2 separate regions of the Anas platyrhynchos genome follow, and region 1 is linked to region 2. Evidence: chromatin contacts called from public Hi-C data. All regions are on one chromosome and are shown on one strand. Each heading gives the region's core, a stretch centred on a gene start, on an enhancer-like site or on the middle of the called end of the contact. The rest is flanking DNA. Distances are from core to core; before and after follow the strand shown.

The links. Hi-C and Micro-C count contacts between places; a contact is called where the count stands out from the background.
Region 1: a Hi-C map of F5 follicle shows a contact between it and region 2, with 2.5 times the contacts expected there. The contact joins two enhancer-like sites. A contact is called at or near these places in 5 of 8 Hi-C or Micro-C datasets (F5 follicle, skeletal muscle, small yellow follicle and 1 more).

The regions. Positions count from the first base shown.
Region 1 is chr1:153,857,872-153,862,429 of IASCAAS_PekinDuck_T2T, forward strand. All of the region lies in intron 9 of ABCC4 (ATP binding cassette subfamily C member 4 (PEL blood group)), which reads left to right. Among named protein-coding and RNA genes, the nearest start is that of ABCC4, 30 kb to the left of the region's middle. Within about 2 kb of position 1,785, at least 2 of the 8 cell types and tissues checked have an H3K27ac peak or open chromatin away from gene starts, as enhancers often do. A contact at or near this core is called in F5 follicle, where this site is marked.
Region 2 is chr1:153,784,532-153,789,133 of IASCAAS_PekinDuck_T2T, forward strand. All of the region lies in intron 1 of CLDN10 (claudin 10), which reads right to left. Among named protein-coding and RNA genes, the nearest start is that of CLDN10, 13 kb to the right of the region's middle. Within about 2 kb of position 2,845, at least 3 of the 8 cell types and tissues checked have an H3K27ac peak or open chromatin away from gene starts, as enhancers often do. A contact at or near this core is called in F5 follicle, where this site is marked.

The DNA of each region.
Region 1 (4,558 bases), core at 535-3,034, 72 kb after region 2:
CTCTGTTGAATAGATTTAAAACACTATCAAGTGCATCTTAGAAGTAGCTGCTCTTGAATTTTATACTAAATGAAAATCTGTACGTTTCTATGGGAAAATATCTCATTTAACAGCATCATACTGCAGCTTAGATGTTTACATTGGAATTAAGGACAGACAGCACAGTACAGCAGGCCTTAGTGTATGATGTTTTTTGTTGTTTTTTTCTTGTGAACTGAACGCTGACTGGTTCGTTAGTGTAGGAGCAGTACAATATTATACTTCATGTAACAGATTTGAAAGCTTTAGGGACGAATCTCCAAGAACTTGTTACTCTGTGTGTTTTAATTGAGGTTGTTCAGCTGCAAATTGCTCGTTCTTAAAATATGCCAAAGCCACCAAAATGACTAGAAAAGGGACAATACGGAGGTGATACATCTGTTATGTATCCTTTTCTCCAAGAGAGGCAAGTGTTGATTCTGTTTTTTAAAAATACAGTTGTTACGAGAAGCAGCAATTTGTGGTGAGTTGCTGGAGTTATTATGAGCTGCCAGTGTCCTTGCACAAGGGAAGCTTCAGTCTCCATCAGAAATGCTGGAAGCTCTAAAAATGAGTTTTGCATATAAATGTAATGCAAATAAGACATCTCACGGATCTCCCCTTATACACCCTCCTCCCCTCACATGTGCTGTGTCCCAAGGAAGATAAAGTGTGAAAATATATGAGAGGATCCACCTTACAATACTACTCAGCTATAAAACTAAATTGCTACGTTATTATGCTTTACTTTCTCAGAGCTTCTCTGTGACATGAATTCTTTCAGAGACATTGACCAAACTTTTTAATTAAGTGACGTGGAATATTTAATAGTGAATGCAGTCTGGTGCAGGGTGGAATGTATTTCTCAGCCTTTGTTTTCTCCCCAAACCAATATTATACCACTGCTAACAATCTATAGGAAATGGTTGCATAATATGTCCGTAGAACACCTTTGGGTTTTTCAGGAGTTATTTATATTAGGAGAAGTTGAATAGCATGACCGGAATTAACTAGATTCCTTTTGGTTTAAAAAAAGAAAAGAAAACTTAATGTAATTTTCATTTTGATATTTAAGTGAAATGTGCATAGCAGAAGAATAGTTCTCCCGGAACTATACCAGCAGTTCAGAACATTTCTCTTACACGCTTCTACAATAAGGCAAAATAATTTTATGGAGTTGCTGACTGAAAAGATGGGAGAGTTCTGTGAGAGGCAAGTTATGAAAGGAATAATAAAAATATGCTATACTTTGTCAAGTAACCAATTCAGCCTGCTGCTACTGTATCTGGGTTTCTCATGACTCTTTGGCTCTCTGTATAGCAACATCCAAAAGATTGGATTATATTTTTATTTTATTTTTAAAGATTATGAGTCCAAATAGGTACTTAAAAACAAAACAAAACAAAAAAATCCACAACAACCCACAAATCCAAAATCACTGGAAGTAAAAAAGGGATTATTAGATAGAGTTTTAGGAAAACAACTTAACATGGTGTATTACAGTTTATCAAAAGATAAATAAAACCAATTAATTCACGGTCACACTCTTGTTTTACCGAGGCAAGTCTTATCTGAGTTCCACAGGCTGGTCTGATAGCAGCATGGAACTGGGGACTCTTCAATACGGGGTTTTTCCTGACGTGCCTTTAGTTTACAGAACAGTCTGTGTGCTCAGCTGAAAAACTTGAAAATTCAGGAATTTGAACAGAGGCCAAATGTATCCCTTGTAATTTTAGTTGCTCAAATGAAGAGCTTAAGCAGTGTAGTACTTCTGTGTAATAGATCAGCTCTGAAGCCCTTAGATGGGATGAATTACTTCTTTCATTTGGCCGCAGGGTGTGAGGTCTGCCCAGGCTCACTGAAGGAGTTGCTGCTGCTGAAGGGATCAGTCCCGTATCTTTCTGTCCTCCCGCTCTGTGCCCCTGTTCCCTGCCTTGTGTTGGCGATGATGTGTGACCCCATGGTGAGGCTCTTCACAGGGATAAAGCAATGAAACCCTTTTTGTCTGATTTGTTTTCTGACAGCCGAGTCCCGTGAACAACAACACATCTGCAAGGTCAGGCCAGGAGAAGCAGCAGCAGAAGGGAGGTGACAGACGTGTAGCTGACAGGGCGCAGGGGAGCTGGGACATTTGGTGACAATTAGCTGTCAGGTGAACTTAGCTGTAACATCAGTCTGGGCTCTAATTTTAGTGCCTCGCTGCCTAAAAATAGAACAAACTGCCTTTAATTATGGAGTGCTATTTTGCAGAAATACCATGCCCTCATGGCTGTGCTTTTTGCTTGCATTACTGCTTCTCTGTAGGGTCTGTGACATCTTAGAGTACTGCTTTAATATATAATAACTTGGTAATTTAAAAACTTCTATTTTGATGTTTTTCTAACATTATTCGTAGGATCTTACAGTATTTTGTTTTGAAAACCTTGGCATGGGTGGAAGTCCCATTGCTCTCTTGTGAATACAGAAACAACATCAAGAGGTCTGAAGAGGGGCTGTGGAGGGGTGTGTGGAACAGCTTATTTACTTTTCTAAGTACTTTCTTCTAAGTAAAATCGATTTTTCAGATCTATTTATTAAAAGATAATTCCTCATCCTACAAACCTTGCATTAAAAAATGCGTTGGCTGCCACCAGCTAGTGGAATTCTGACCTTACCTCCAGTTCAGTACCTGAACCGTGCCTGTGCGTGCACTCTAGGCTGAGAAAGCACATTCATGGCAAAATGCTGATGGTGTGGAGAAAAAAGAAAAGATCCCTGTTGCTGCCACCTCGTGGGGATAACAGCAGCAACAACAGTAGGTGTGCGGGGTGGCACAGCACACACAGGTTTGGGTTCTTGCTGCGTGACTCTGATTTCATACAGAGAGCTGGCAGCTGTGACGGGATGTGTGCCACTGGGCTCTGAGGACCCTCCTGCTTCACCGAGCATTTCTCCTGGCCTGAGGAGGCACGTGTGTGTCAGTCCAGCTGTCACAGGTGGGATGGATACCGCACCTACGTCTCTCCCAGATCATTTGGAGCAGCTAGTTGCAAGTTTCCCCTTTGGGCAGTCCCAGAGCTGGGTCACCGGGCAGCTTCCTTGCAGGGACAGGTGACAGCCTTCTCAGCCTCCCGCATGTCAGAGGGTGGCTGGAGACTTTAAGCAGCCTGTCAGTAGCTTGGAGGGGCCATTGTGCCCTTCTTCTGAATTTTAGGGCTGGGCTTTAATGTGGTTGTTTAATAGAAATACTAGCAATATCCAGCGCTTTTTTTTTTTTTTTTTTTTAATGCTAGTATTTTGCTGTTTGCATTTTAGTGTCAGTCACGCTTAGGGCAGCCTCAGATGCATGTAAGGGCAAACCCTGTTACAAGGGATTTTTGCTTTAGTGAGGGGGAGCTGCACCAGACCCTTAGCTATGAGGTTTACAGTAGCTATTAAAGACATGAGGATCCTTCCTTTTCATAAGAAATAAAGGGGATGAGGAGGGGGTGCCACCGTCTGTCAATGACCAGCTGCATGGAGCTCCACCTGGGGGTAGATGAGGAGCTGGCAGGATTTGTGTGTCAGGATTAAAGGGAGGGCTGGGACGGGTGATGTTAGAGTGGGGGTCTGCTACAGGACACTCACCAGGAAGACTGAACAAGTGAGATCCTCTACAGACTGATAGGAGCAGCCTCATGTTCTCATAAGCTCTGGTCCTCATAGAGGAGGACTTCAACCACCCTGATATCTGTTGGAGGGACAACACAACAGGGCATAAGCAAACCAGAAAGTTCCTGGAGCGTGTCAGTGTTAACTTCTTTCTCCACATGGTTGAGGAGCAAATGAAAGCAGGTGCTATGCTGGTCATCATCCTAGCCAACAAGAAGGGACAGGTGGGGAATGTGGAGCTCAAGGGCAGCCTTGGCTGCAGTGATAGGTACATCACTGATAAACGAGCAACTGATGTCATCTATCTACCTGGACTTGTGCAAAGGATTTGAAACTGTCCCACGTGACATCCTTGTTTCTAAGTTGGAGAGACATGGATTAGAAGAATGGACCACTCAGTGGATAAGGAATTTTCTGGATGGTCACACTCAAAGAGCTGTGATCAATGGCTGGATGTCCAGGTGGAGACTAGTGACAAGTGGTCTTCCTCAGAAGTCAGTACTGAGGCCTGGTGCTGTTCAACATCTTTGTTGGTGAGCTGGGCAGAGGGATTGAGTGTGCCCTCAGCGGGTTTGCCGGTGACACCAAGCTGAGTGGCGCGGTCAGTAAGCTGGAGGGAAGGGATGCCATCCAGAGGGACCTGGACAGGCTTGAGAGGTGGGCCTGTGTGAGCCTCCTGAGGTTCAACAAGGCCAAGTGCAAGGTCCTGCACCTGGGCTGAGGCAATCCCAAAAATGTATACAGGCTGGGTGATGAGTGGATTGAGAGCAGCCCTCAGGAGAAGGACTTGAGGGTGTTGGTTGATGAGAAGCTCAGTGTGAGCTGGCAATGTGTGCTGGCAGCCCAGAAGGCCAACCAAGTCTTGGGCTGAATGAAAAGCAGCATGGCCAGCAGGTAGAGGGAGGGGATT
Region 2 (4,602 bases), core at 1,595-4,094:
CCTGGTTGCGGTGCTGCAGCTGGTGGGCTCCTGTGCCCCGCTTTTCCCTGCCAGCACTTGGGTCCTGTCTAACAGGCATCCCAAGGAGGGGGGTGGGAGCACTGGTTATGGAAGCAGCTTTTAAAAACTATACATGAAAATAGTTGTAAATAGTTATAAATAATTATATATAAACATATATGAAAATAGTTTGTATAATATCAGCTAAATAGAAGGATAATTGGGATAACTATAAAGGTATCACTAATACGTCTTTTATTATTATTTTGGGACAAGAAAAAAATAAAAGAGATCAGGCTATTTGCGTATTTTAGACCTAGTAATGTACTATACTTAGGGCAACATGTTTGGGCAGTCAAGTTGCTGGTATTATACCTCCCCTCCAATTTCTTCGTTATGAAATGTGTTTTCTGTAAATATTTCCTGATGTTTTCCTTTAAAAACTTTTGACAATGCTTTTTTAATAGGATGAAGTTCTGAGGGCTTGATTCAGCCTGAGCCTGGTATAGCTCCATCAGAATTTGTGGCGTTTCCCTGGCATCAACACTGCAGCAAAGTAGGAATGACTCAGGCTTTGAATTTCTTGGATTTTGCCACTAGGTACTTGGAACCAGCATTTCAAAAACTACTTTTAATAGCATCCGGAGATCCCCATTTACTTTCGAAGATACAATCTTCATCGTCACATACTCTGGAACAGCACACTTGCATTCATGTTAGCAGCTTAATTATGCATCAATTACATGGGAGAATTTTAAACCAGATTTGCTGATCCTTTTGTTTCACGGATTTGACTAAAACATTCTGTTTATTTTGGTATCACTTTCACAGCTGGCATGACTGATTTATCTGATGACTAATTTATTTGACTCCAGCCCGAGATATGCTGCCAACACTTCAACAAAGGGCTCCTTTGGACAGGGTTTATATTGTCTCAGTGCATTCCTATTAAATGCTTTATGAAAATGTCCATTGATTCCCCTGAGTGGCCTGCCAACTATATGGCTTTAAACAACTTCACCAGCCTTGATTAACCTTTTGGCCCACGGTAACTACTCCTCCACTGTCCTGGTATCATTCTTTCAAGAAGGATGGCGTTATTTCTGCGTGATGAAAACAAGCTGTGAGAGCCTGGGAGACAGCTTGAGTTTGAGTATGCACATGCGCGCACACAGCATGTTTTATGTAAGGCCATTCCGAAGAATAGGTGGCAGGCTTAGTTTCTGAAATAGCTGCTGTTCTCTGGCATGAGGGAGACCCAGGCTGCCAGCAAATGCCTGTCAGAGGCTTGTTTTCCATACTCATGCCCATCACCACAAGATGGCTAGAGAAGAACGTGGATTTCGCATCCTAGCTGTGTGGAAAAAGAGACAGTGACACACACTTTGCACATCAAGGATAGTTTGGGTCCTGCTCAGTTAAAGGTCTACTCAGTGAAGACCGAATACTGAGGGATGGAAAGGGGGTCCTCAATTTGAGGGGGCATTTTAAGGGCTGCACTACTGTACCCCTGCAGCAGCTCGGGGCGAAGTCTTGCTTCCTTCGAGCAGTCTGCCTGCGACAAGGGAGGGATGTGAAATGTGCAAAAGGTATTGCAGCAGGAAAGGAGGAAATTGCACTTTTGTTTGGACTGAAAGGTGTGGGCACGAATTACATCCACCGGATCTGAGGTAGGGTAGGATTCACCAGCAGGTATCTGCTGAGTCAGGGTGGGAATCAGTCGAATTCAAGTGCCTGAAGAAGCAGGAGAATATTTCCTCGACAGGGAAAAGGGAGAAATATGGGACCTACACCATTCAAGATTATTTATGAGTGAATCTTTGTTCTGTACACAAGATAGTAATCTCATGGCAAATCTCAGCTGTTATAGAGGACATTAAGCTTATTTGAAGCATTGCCTCTCCCTGCCAGCCTTGTTTGACTCTTCCGAGAGCTGGCCATTAGCTGGATGTTTTTGTTCAGATCCTAATCTACATGCTGTTTATATTTGATACAAGGAAGATACGTACAGCTTGAGTACTTCAAGCGTTTTGGCCTGTATTGCCTCCCTGTCTCCTCCAGTTCAGGCTGCTTCAGATACATTAGAAGAATATTTTTTGGCAATGAAAATAGCACAGAGAAATGACATAGGATAAATGTGAGTGTGCTGCCTTTGCTCAGGGCTGCAGATTACTCAGCAATATCTAGGCCAAGTCAAAGGAACAAGTATGTTACACAGAACTATGTGCTCTACAAGCACAGGGGAAAAAGCCTACCCTGAATTCAGACAAAAAGTAGGAAGTGTACATAAAGAAAGTGCAGGAGGATTTAATATTATTAACCAACCTTTGCAGACCAGAAGTCCACCGAAAGACCTCTGTAGACCAAGGGCTACCAACAAGTGGACCTTAGATAACTGATAAATCATCTTTTCTGAACTAAAGCTTTCCAGCTAAGCAGGCTGCAAATGGGAGTCAGAGAGGGAAGAGGAAAGGACATTGCACTTCTGGTGACTTAAACAGACCACAGGGTACAAGGTTGAACTGGTTCAGGTAACCACAGGGTAACAAAATTAAGCTAAGGGTTAGATCTAGTCTGCTTGTAGACAGATGAAAAGGGACAGTTGGTTTTAGGGTACAATGCTGAAATTGATCATCATCTTCATAGCAACTCAGGCCCACCACTTCCTGTGGCATTGCCACTGGATAAGGGGAACTGATTCTTTTCATCCTGTTTGCAGCCACTTTTTACGTATTTGAAGGTTATTTTCGTGCCTACACTCGGTTTAATCTTCTTTAGAGTAAACAATCTTAACTCTTCCAGTCTTTCTTCATAGGTCATGTTTTGTAAACCTTAGCGATTCTGGTTGCTCTTATCTGTGTTATTTCCAAGTGCTCTGCAGCGTGCTTTAAGTGTAGTACCCAAACTGGACACAGTACTGCAGCAGAGGCTCCTGCCTGGGAGCAGAAACACTCTCACATTGTAGACACAGGCAGGCTCTTGCATTTTGATTTGTTTTATTTTATTTTAATTTAATTTTGCAACAGCGTACTATCTATATGACATGCTTTGCCTGACTCCTAACTGAGATGCCCCTGGATATTGGAGTAATCCCTGTTGGTCCAGCTACACAGAACCAAGAGCTAGCCAGAAGCAGGTGGGATTGTTTTTAGTGCTGAGTTTCCATTAAGTTGTTTAGAGAGAAGAAGGTTCATAATTTGAGGTAGAGAAAGGGTTAGATTATACAAACGTTATTTGAGCAACTGCGCTGGGTCAGACATAAGGCTGAACTGATTTACGAGCCTGTCTTTGCTAGTGGCATGAAGGAGACAGTAAGACTGCAAAGATGTTGAGAGAAGAAGAAAAAAAAAGAAACAGGTCCATTTAGAAAATATTGCTATTGGTAGAACTGAGTGAAAGCAGATGTAACCCAGTGAACTTCAGACCTTAAAATAATGCTATTTCTTTCACTTACTGAGAAAAATGAGCAATGCCAGTGAGAAAATCTCTGGCTCTAAAAATCACTTCGCATGACTCATGTATAATAGAAATGAGTGTTTGGAAACAGACTTTTCCTTGTCATTCCTTCTTCTTTTAAAGCAATAACCAAGTGCTAAAAGACTTTTATTTTCTAGTTCTTCTCCCTCTTCAACATTCTTTGGGTTGAAATCTACAAGTTTTTGGAAACGATCTAATTTCTTCTGGTCAAGTGGTTAGCTTTTGCTGAGATTGCAGAGAGCTTGGCCCAATCTCTCCCATATTGACGGTGGGGGCAAAAATGTCACCAGCAGCTCAGGGCAGAGCCTTTGCACCTCACAGGCTCGCTTTTTGCTTTCCAGTAGCTTGTCTGCATGTTACCAGCTAAGAGCAGTGGGGAAGGAGGAGCGGTGATCTGAGTACATGTCCTTGCTAAGACTTCTGCCTCCAGCCTTCCTCCAGACATGATCTCTGCCCTGAGCCCAGGCCAACTCCTCTGCTGTGCTTAGACAGCTCCTCTGGCACCAGCCTGGAGGGGGTGAATGTCCTGGAAATGGTCATGCAGTGCAGGACTTCCTATCTCAGGTGTATCATCACACCCACTGAGCTGAAATCCTGCACCCACAGCGTCAGGGACCCTAAGCACACTGGGGCCCATGTTGGTGCTACTTTGGGGGTGCCTATAAAGGGCTTGCTCGTGGTGGCTAGACACCCTGCAGCAGCCGTGACTGGGGCTCTGCTCTTTCTTCAGACAAAGCTACTGACCTTTTTTGTTTCCAGTGCCTCCTAATGATCTGCTTCCATTAAGCTGATGTATTTTGGGTGGCTGTGGTCTCTTTGCTTTGTCAAGAGCTCCCTCCCTGCCCTCTGGCCCAGCAGTTCCACACTGGGCTGGCTTCCCTCGGCTGCAAGTGTTTTATCTCCTTGCAAATTGTTCCCAAGAATGAGGAGTGGGGCGAGTCTGGAGATGTACTTGCACACTCAGATCTTGCTGGTTGATTGCAAATCCTAGCAGATGGCTGAGAAAACCCGGCTGTGCCTTCATCTGCCCTGGGACTTCCCCTAAGCCTCCCCAGTAACCTCAGCAAGCACCACGCTGCACCGCAGCTAGCGAGTGACCTGAGAAAGTGATCAAACATTTGCATA